2 separate regions of the Ovis aries genome follow, and region 2 is linked to region 1. The links are chromatin contacts, called in public Hi-C maps. All regions are on one chromosome and are shown on one strand. Each heading gives the region's core, a stretch centred on a gene start, on an enhancer-like site or on the middle of the called end of the contact. The rest is flanking DNA. Distances are from core to core; before and after follow the strand shown. Region 1 overlaps MLXIP (MLX interacting protein). Region 2 overlaps CFAP251 (cilia and flagella associated protein 251).

What was found. A called contact is a pair of places that touch in the nucleus more often than the background predicts.
Region 2: a Hi-C map of hypothalamus shows a contact between it and region 1, with 3 times the contacts expected there. The contact joins two enhancer-like sites. A contact is called at or near these places in 6 of 16 Hi-C or Micro-C datasets (hypothalamus, liver, mixed tissues and 3 more).

What each region holds. Positions count from the first base shown.
Region 1 is chr17:53,274,939-53,278,774 of ARS-UI_Ramb_v3.0, reverse strand. All of the region lies in intron 1 of MLXIP (MLX interacting protein), which reads left to right. Among named protein-coding and RNA genes, the nearest start is that of MLXIP, 40 kb to the left of the region's middle. Within about 2 kb of position 2,079, at least 26 of the 54 cell types and tissues checked have an H3K27ac peak or open chromatin away from gene starts, as enhancers often do. A contact at or near this core is called in hypothalamus, where this site is marked.
Region 2 is chr17:53,415,622-53,419,457 of ARS-UI_Ramb_v3.0, reverse strand. It overlaps CFAP251 (cilia and flagella associated protein 251), which reads left to right. Exons shown (of 21, transcript XM_060401154.1): 9 at 23-237; 10 at 2,888-3,082. Among named protein-coding and RNA genes, the nearest start is that of CFAP251, 32 kb to the left of the region's middle. Within about 2 kb of position 1,932, at least 7 of the 54 cell types and tissues checked have an H3K27ac peak or open chromatin away from gene starts, as enhancers often do. A contact at or near this core is called in hypothalamus, where this site is marked.

The sequences.
Region 1 (3,836 bases), core at 830-3,329:
TTGTTAAATTGTAGGAGCTGTTTGTGTATTTTGGAAGTTACGCCCTTATCCGTTACATCACGTGCAGATATTTTCTCCCAGTCCTTAAGTTGTCTTTCTGACTTGTTTATGGTTTCCTTTACTGTGCAAAAGCTTGTAAGTTTGATTAGGTCCCATTTATTTATTTTTGCTTTTATTTCTATTGCCTTGGGAGACTGACCTCAGAAAACATTGGTACGATTTTTGTCAGAGAATGTTCTGCCTCTGTGCTCTTTTAGGAATTTTATGATGTCTTGTATTTAAGTCTTTAAGCCATTTTTGAATTAATTTTTGTGTGTGGTGCGAGGGAGTGTTATATTTTCATTGATTTATATGCAACTGACTTTCCCAGCACCACTTGCTGAAGAGGCTGTCTTTTCCCCCTTGTGTATTCTTGCCTCCTTTGATGAAGATAAATTGCCCATGGGTGCATGGGTTTATTTCTGGGCTCTGTTCTGTTCCATTGATCCATATGTCTCTTTTTGTGCCAATACCATGCTGTTTTGATTACTGTAGCTTTGAAGTATTATCTGAAGTCTGGGAGGGTTATGCTTCCTGCTTTGTTCTTATTCCTCAAGGTTGCTTTGGCAGAACTGGGTCCTTTATGGTTCCATTTAAATTTTTAAGATTATTCCAGTTCTGTGAAAAATGTCATGGGTATTTTGATAGGTATTGCTTTAAGTCTGTAGATTACTTTGGGTAGTGTAGGCCTGGGAACATTTTGCCAGTGGGATTCCAGGAAGCGTGAGGAATGGTGAAAAAGTAATACCTTACAAGCAAATATGGTTGCATGACCAAACGAATGGACTCCACCACTGCCTGGGCCCCACAGCAGTAGACCTTGGAGCCTGTGCCTGCTTTCTTTTGCCGAGAATGCTCTGACCAGGAGTTCAGAGCTCATCTTCCCTAGAACCAGCAGAACCCTAAATCCCCGCCTCAGTTTCATCCTTCCCCGTTCTTAATGCCAGCTCCTGTCTGTGCAAGGCTTGCATTTTAATTTTCATTCCAAAGCAGTCTCTTGCCAGACTGCCAGAGAATTCAGTTTGCCATTCCCCTCAGCAGCAGTTTCGAGAGAGAGTTTGTTGTGCTGTAGACTTCTTGCCCTGTGTCATGAACCTGTCTTCTAAGAAGGACGGCCGTGGTAGGGGGTGTGTGAAGACTTTTCTTTATGGAGAAGTTTAGCTTTCATTTAGTCATTCCATATTTAATCACACCTCCCACATGCCAGGCACTGTGCTCGGATGAGTCAGACCCAGACCCTGGCCTTCCCGGAGTCAGATTGGGAGAGTAAGGGCTGAATCCAGGGTCCCTGTTCTAACCAGGAAGCCCTGGTGTTGGTGTGGGGGGTGATGTTTAAGAAGGCAGGGTTGGGAGGTAAGGCCAGAGGAGGTCTTTTGTTTATTGAGGGCGAAGCCAGTAGTCTCGGAAATATTTTTTTCTTTTTTACATTTTAAAATTTTAGTTGTTTGCGCCAGGCATTAGTCATGGCACGTGGGATCTTTGATCTTCATTGTGGGCATGTGGGATCTAGTTCCCTGACCAGGGATCGAACCTGGGCCCCCTGTATTGGGGGAACAAAGTCTTAGCCGCTGGACTACCAGAGAAGACCTCAGAAATTTTAATAATGTGTTTCTGGTTACACTTTAAAGAAGGAATATGGCAGAACCTTGAGTTAGGCGAAGAAGCATCCCAGCCAACCGTGTCTGGAAGCCAAGTTAAGCTGGGGTGGGGTTGGGGGGAGCAGAAGTCTGACCGTAGGTGCTTTCTGGGAATCCTGCTCTAGGGATCCCTGCCAAGGAGCTGCCTGTTAGAACTCCTTAGAGCAGCCTGTCTTGTACGTCCCGTAGGAAACTAGACTTGGGGTGCCTCCACAGAAAGGGTCCCTGTCCTTGTCTGTGGGTGTCTGCGTGGGGAATGTCTCCTGTCCTCATCAAAGGTTAACAGTGACACCACATCAAAGGCGGGAGCAGCCCTTCCGGTAAGGAGACATCTAGATGTGTGTCCCGCGTTTTTCTAGCACTTTGTGTGCAGTCAGGTTGCCGTGTGTGGGCGAGTGTCCCATCAGCCATCGCCTCTGCTGGCACCCTCTCCAGCTCTCAGGGCGGTTTAGGTTTTAGTTTTGGTTTCAGACTGGCTTGTTCGTGTCAGCTGAGCGCCGCCTGTCGGCTGTTGCGGTATTACAGAAGCCTGGGGTGATGGGGGATAGCCGTTGGACATAAGCAGTGAACATCCCCATGGTCGGAAGAGGCAGGCATCCTGCACTTTAGGGGGAAGAAGATGAGAACCCGAAAGTTACTTTATCAGAGCGGGTTTCTAGCCTCCAGGGTCTGGCCTCTCTCTGACTCTTCCCACCCATTTCATGGTAAGTAATTGAAGATGTTGGTGTCATCCAACCTCTCTAAGGCGCTCTTACGCTCTCATCATCCACTACATCTTACATAACAAAGCAGAAGTAAGGGTGGGTTTATATTTAAGCCCGCTGGTTAGTTTTGTGGGTTTTTAAAAAAATATTCTTTAGGGGTTACCTCTGCTGTGTGTCTTAAGAATGTGGCTGCGTGTGTGTACACTTAATCCTTCTTAAAACACTCTGGAGGCAATGGTGTTATTGTGATTTTACCCAGGAAACTGGCATGTCAGAGGAGTTACGTGGCTATAATAGTTCACTTCTAGTATGCAGTTGCAGCACAGAGACTCAGAAACACCAGGCTGCTGGCTGTGAATGTGGGTGACAGCTGAAGTCGAAGTGCCTTTGGACTGGGGGAGCAGGGGCAGAAAGGCATGTGACTGGCTTAAAGCCCCTGACCCTTTGAGCTGAGGCTGCTGCTGTCTGTCTGACCCTCCAGTTCTCAGAGGACTTGCTGTGATGTTTTCTCTGTGGGGGTCTCAGCCTTCTCTCCTACAGTCCACAGCCTGGCCCGGTGCTGGGTTGGAGGATGGGGTATGAGATTTGCCAAGAGCTTCTGATGAAGAAACCAGGTGCCCAGGTTTGGGGAGCGTTTATTACTTAGGCGCTCTCTTTGAAGACCCCAGCTGTTGTGACTGCTGGCACATCTCTGCTTGTCACATGGCCTCTCTGAGTGGCTTTGGAGAACAGGGCAGGGCTGTGGCCTGCAGTGATGAAGAACTCACAAAACCCCCTTTGGTATGGACCAGAAAGAAGGCCTTGCCCATCTCAGCCATCTGGAGAGGGGAAGCCCTATGCCAGCAGCTCAGAGGTGGCTTCTGGCACAGCCCGTGGAAAACTAAACCATCTGAGCAGTCTGTACCTCCAGGGAGCGTCCCTTGCCTGCCACCAGCTTTGTTGGCAAAGGCCATTTAACTCAGTCAGTGAAGGATTATTGCGCGAGGCCCTGCGCTGTGCCGAGTTCTGTGCTGGGTGGTTAGGGTGGGGATACTAGAAGGGCCCTCCCCTGAGAAGCTGCAGTCTGGCGGCCAGAGGTGTGGAGACACATTGCCGTACGGGGAGTGGATACGTGTGTCCTTGAGGTGTGAACAGCGCTCAGAGATCCTGAAGAGGCTGGCAGCAGCCTGGGAGAGGCCAGTGCCGGCTCGGAGGAGATGGTATTTGAGCATCACTTGGAAGGATGAGCAGCTGGCCAGGAGCGGAGGGAGCTCCGTGAAGAATGGGGACTGCCAGTGCAGGGGCCTGGAGGCAGGAGAGGGCCCTGCGGGTTCTAGGGCCGGTGGGGCATCTGTGTGCCTGGATTGTCAGTGCCTCCTGGGGACTGGTGGTCGAGACCAGGTTCAAGGAGCCTGGTTTTTCCTTCAGTGGTCAGATTTCTTTTTTCCTCCCCCCAACTTTGTTGAAATAAAAGTGA
Region 2 (3,836 bases), core at 683-3,182, 140 kb before region 1:
TAACCTGTCTTTTGAAATATAGACATTCAACAAGCTCGTGGGAAAATTTAGCCAGTCTGTCTTTCATTTGAATTTAACCCAAATACTGTCCGCGACGATGGAAGGGAAGCTGGTTGTCTGGGACATTTACCGCCCACCACCATCTGCCTCCTCCTCCATGGGCTTTCCCCATATCAAACCTTGCAAACTGGTTCATTTGCAGAAGGAGGGTATCACTGTGCTCACTACAGTTGACAGGTAATTAGTGAATGAAAAAGTAGCTGTAGATGATTATAAACTTATCTAAAAACCCTTTTGGAGGTAGATACATATTTTGTATATGCAAAGATTGTTTCTGGGGAGAACTAATTTAACTGGGAACACTGGCTGCCTCTGAGGAAAAGAACTGAGAACCAAGATTAAGGACAGGGGTGGATTTACTTCTTTTTATAGTCTCATTTGTACTAATTGGGTTGCTTTTATTTTTTAAAAAATTGCATGGGCATGCATTACTTTTAAACCCAACCCTTTTGGATTGGTGAAACAAAAAGTAACTGTTTTTTTTTCTTCTACCCTAGTTAGACTTATTTTGCACCCTAAATTTTACATTCTTTCAGTGGAAGAAAATGGCATAAAGAGCTTTTTTTTTTTCTGATGACAAAATAACATTTGCCAATCACGAAAAGATAAAATACAACAAAACTTTATAGAGTTCCTTAACTCCTTGATTTTGAGGGGCTGTGGGCATCCACAACTGATCTCAGCCTTATGCCTTAGCCTCAGACATAAAGGGGTTCACATGCCAAATACATTATTTCCTTGCTAAGTGATCTGGGACAAGGGACTTAAATGTGCCAAACCTCCATTCTTCCATCTGCAAAGTGGGCATCATAACACTGTCCCTGTCTGAGTGATTGTGTGAGGATGGTTTGCTGGATCTTAGTTTCCTGACCAGGGACTGAACCCATGTCTCCTGCAATGGAAGCGCTGAGTCCTAACCACTGGGCTACAAGGGAACGTCCCAAGGATTGTAAAACTCTTAGCACACTCTCTGGCACAGGGGAGCTCTAGGTACAACAGCCCTTGTCAGGGTGCTAGGGAAGTTCCCCAAAGTGCTGGAGACAGTTGCCTCATGACGAGGACCCTGCCCACGTGGTGGGAGTCACTGTACCCTCTGCTCTCCAAAGGCCTGTTGCTCCCCTTCCCCTTTCTTTAATACGGGGTCTATATTAAAGGTCTTCCCTTTTCTTTAATAACAGTGAGACCCTGGAGTGGCTTGCAAAGAGAAATATAAATCGTCATCTTCACCCAGTTGGTGGGAAAAGATAGCAGTAGAATCACACTTGATGAAGCAGTCAACTTTAATCATTGAGGAATAGGACCCAGGGAAGACCATGCCTGGGTTCCCCTCTCTCCATGTTAAGTAAAACACAGCCAGGGGATTTCCCCTGCAGTCCAGTGGTTAAGACTCTGCACTTCCAAGGGAGAGAACGAGGGTTCGGTCCCTGGTTAGGGAAGTAAGATCCTGCATGCTGAGTGGTGCGGCCAAAACAACAACAAAACAAACAAACAAAAAAACCCAGCCAGGACCAGGGAGCCCTTGCAGGAAAAAGTCTTAAGAAACACAGGAGGGGAAAAAAAAAAAAAAAAAGGCCTTGTTTTGCTGTTTCTGTCCAGCAGAGGGCAGTGAACGCCGTTCTAGCCAATTACTCTGCCCACTTGCCTTGCTTATTAATCAGAAACCACATTTAATCGCTTTTCATATATATATATATATATGAGAAAATTCATCCCCCACCTCCCCCACCCGTGATTAGAATTATGTCAGAGGCTTAAAAAAAACAAGCTCATTGGGATGGCTCTGAGGAAATAAAAACCATTCTGTCACACAGCACTGCCTTTGGCTGTGATGACTGGACAGGGTTTTACGATCCCTCTCACAGCAGTTGTCTCCCTGCGTCCCATTGCCAGCCTGTGTGACTTCAGAGGGATGGTAGCCAGACTCTGTTGTCATCTGTAGTCTGTGGTGGAGAATGGAAATCACTGCCCACTGCCGTTGCACAGGACTGACCTTAGAGGGCAGGGCAGAGGAAAGCAGAGAGCATGGACTTTGTGTCCCATACACTTGGACCCCTGCACAGTCTGCCTAGCCATGTGGCCCTGATAGAGTTGCCAGGTTTAAGTGTATGCTGGGACTTCCCTGGTGGTCCAGTGGCTAAGACTCTGATCTTCCAATGCTGGGGGGTCTGGGTTCAATCCCTGGTCAGGAAACTAGATCCCACATTGCACAGTGAAGGATTTGAATGCAGAACTCAAGATCCCTCATGCTGCAACTAAGACCTGATGCAGAAAATAAATTTTGTATATATATATATATATATATATATATATATATATATATGTCCCAAATACTGCATGAGGCAATTGCATTTGGGAGCATACACTATTTGGGACATACTTACCCTAGAAATTTACTCATGGTTCATCTGAAATTGAAATTTAACTGAGTATCCTGCATTTTTACTTGTTAAATCTGGCAATCCCAGACCTTAAACCTTAGTTTCCCAAACATGAACTGGGAATGACAGGAAAATCAGCCACATGGGGCCATATTCAGTGAAAGTTTTTACAACGCCCAGAGTCCAGAGGCTGGCATATGTGTTCAATAGATGATACTCAGTATCATTATTTAACCTACAATGCAGGAGACCTGGCTTCGATCCCTGGGTCGGGAAGATCCCCTGGAGAAGGAAATGGCAACCCATTCCAGTACTCTTGCCTGGGAAATCCCATGGACAGAGGAGCCTGGCAGGCTACAGTCCATGGGGTCACGAAGAGTTAGACACATCTTAGCGACTAAACCACCACCACCACTATTTAACAAACTGACTTTATCCTCTGTTTTCAGCTATATTGTCACAGGTGACATTCGGGGCAACATCAAGTTCTATGATCACACCCTCTCCATTGTGAACTGGTACAGCCACTTCAAACTCAGCTGCATAAGATCCCTGTCCTTTTCAAAGACCCCCGCAGCCCCTCCGGCCGAAAATACAAACTATCCTCCAGACTGCACTCTAAAAAGTGACCATTTTGTTGTAAGGTGAGTTGTTAACTGTTGTTGTTGTTCAGTCATTAAGTGTCTGACTCTTTGCGACCCCATGGACCACAGGCAGCATGCCAGGCTTCCCTGTCCTTCACTGTCTTTCGGAGTTTGCTCAAACCCATGTCCAATGAGTCGGTGATGCCATCCAACCATCTCATCCTGTGTCGTCCCCTTCTCCTCCTGTTCTCAGTCTTTGCCAAGCATCAGGGTCTTTTCCAGTGAGTCGGTTCTTCACATCAAGTGGCCGACATATTGGAGCTTCAGCTTCAGTATCAGTTTTTCCAGTGAATATTCAGAGTTATTTCCTTTAGGATGGACTGGTTTGATCTCCTTGGGACTCTCAAGAGTCTTCTCCAGCACACAGTTCCAAAGCATCGTTTCTTCAGTGCTCAGTTGAAGTTGTTCATGAACCCCATCATTGGAACAGTCAAAAAGCTGTGTCTTCTTTTAGTTTGTGTACCGTGGTATCCTCTTCCTGTTCCTGGGACGTGAAATACAGGGAACCTGGCCTTTTTAGTTAGGCCTTTCCCTGGGTCAGAGATGGATCTCCTTGGCTGATTACGATCACTATTTAATCTTTTTTTTTTTTAAGTGAAACATCATTCTCCTATTAAGAATGTTTAGTGATAGGAAGCTGGAAATGGCTGTGATCTCAGTTACCTCTGGAGTCCTTCATTGTAGGTTGGTCTCCTTTCTCTGAGCTGAGTTTGTCCTAGCTCTGTGGTTAAAGGGATTTGATAGTGAATAGCCA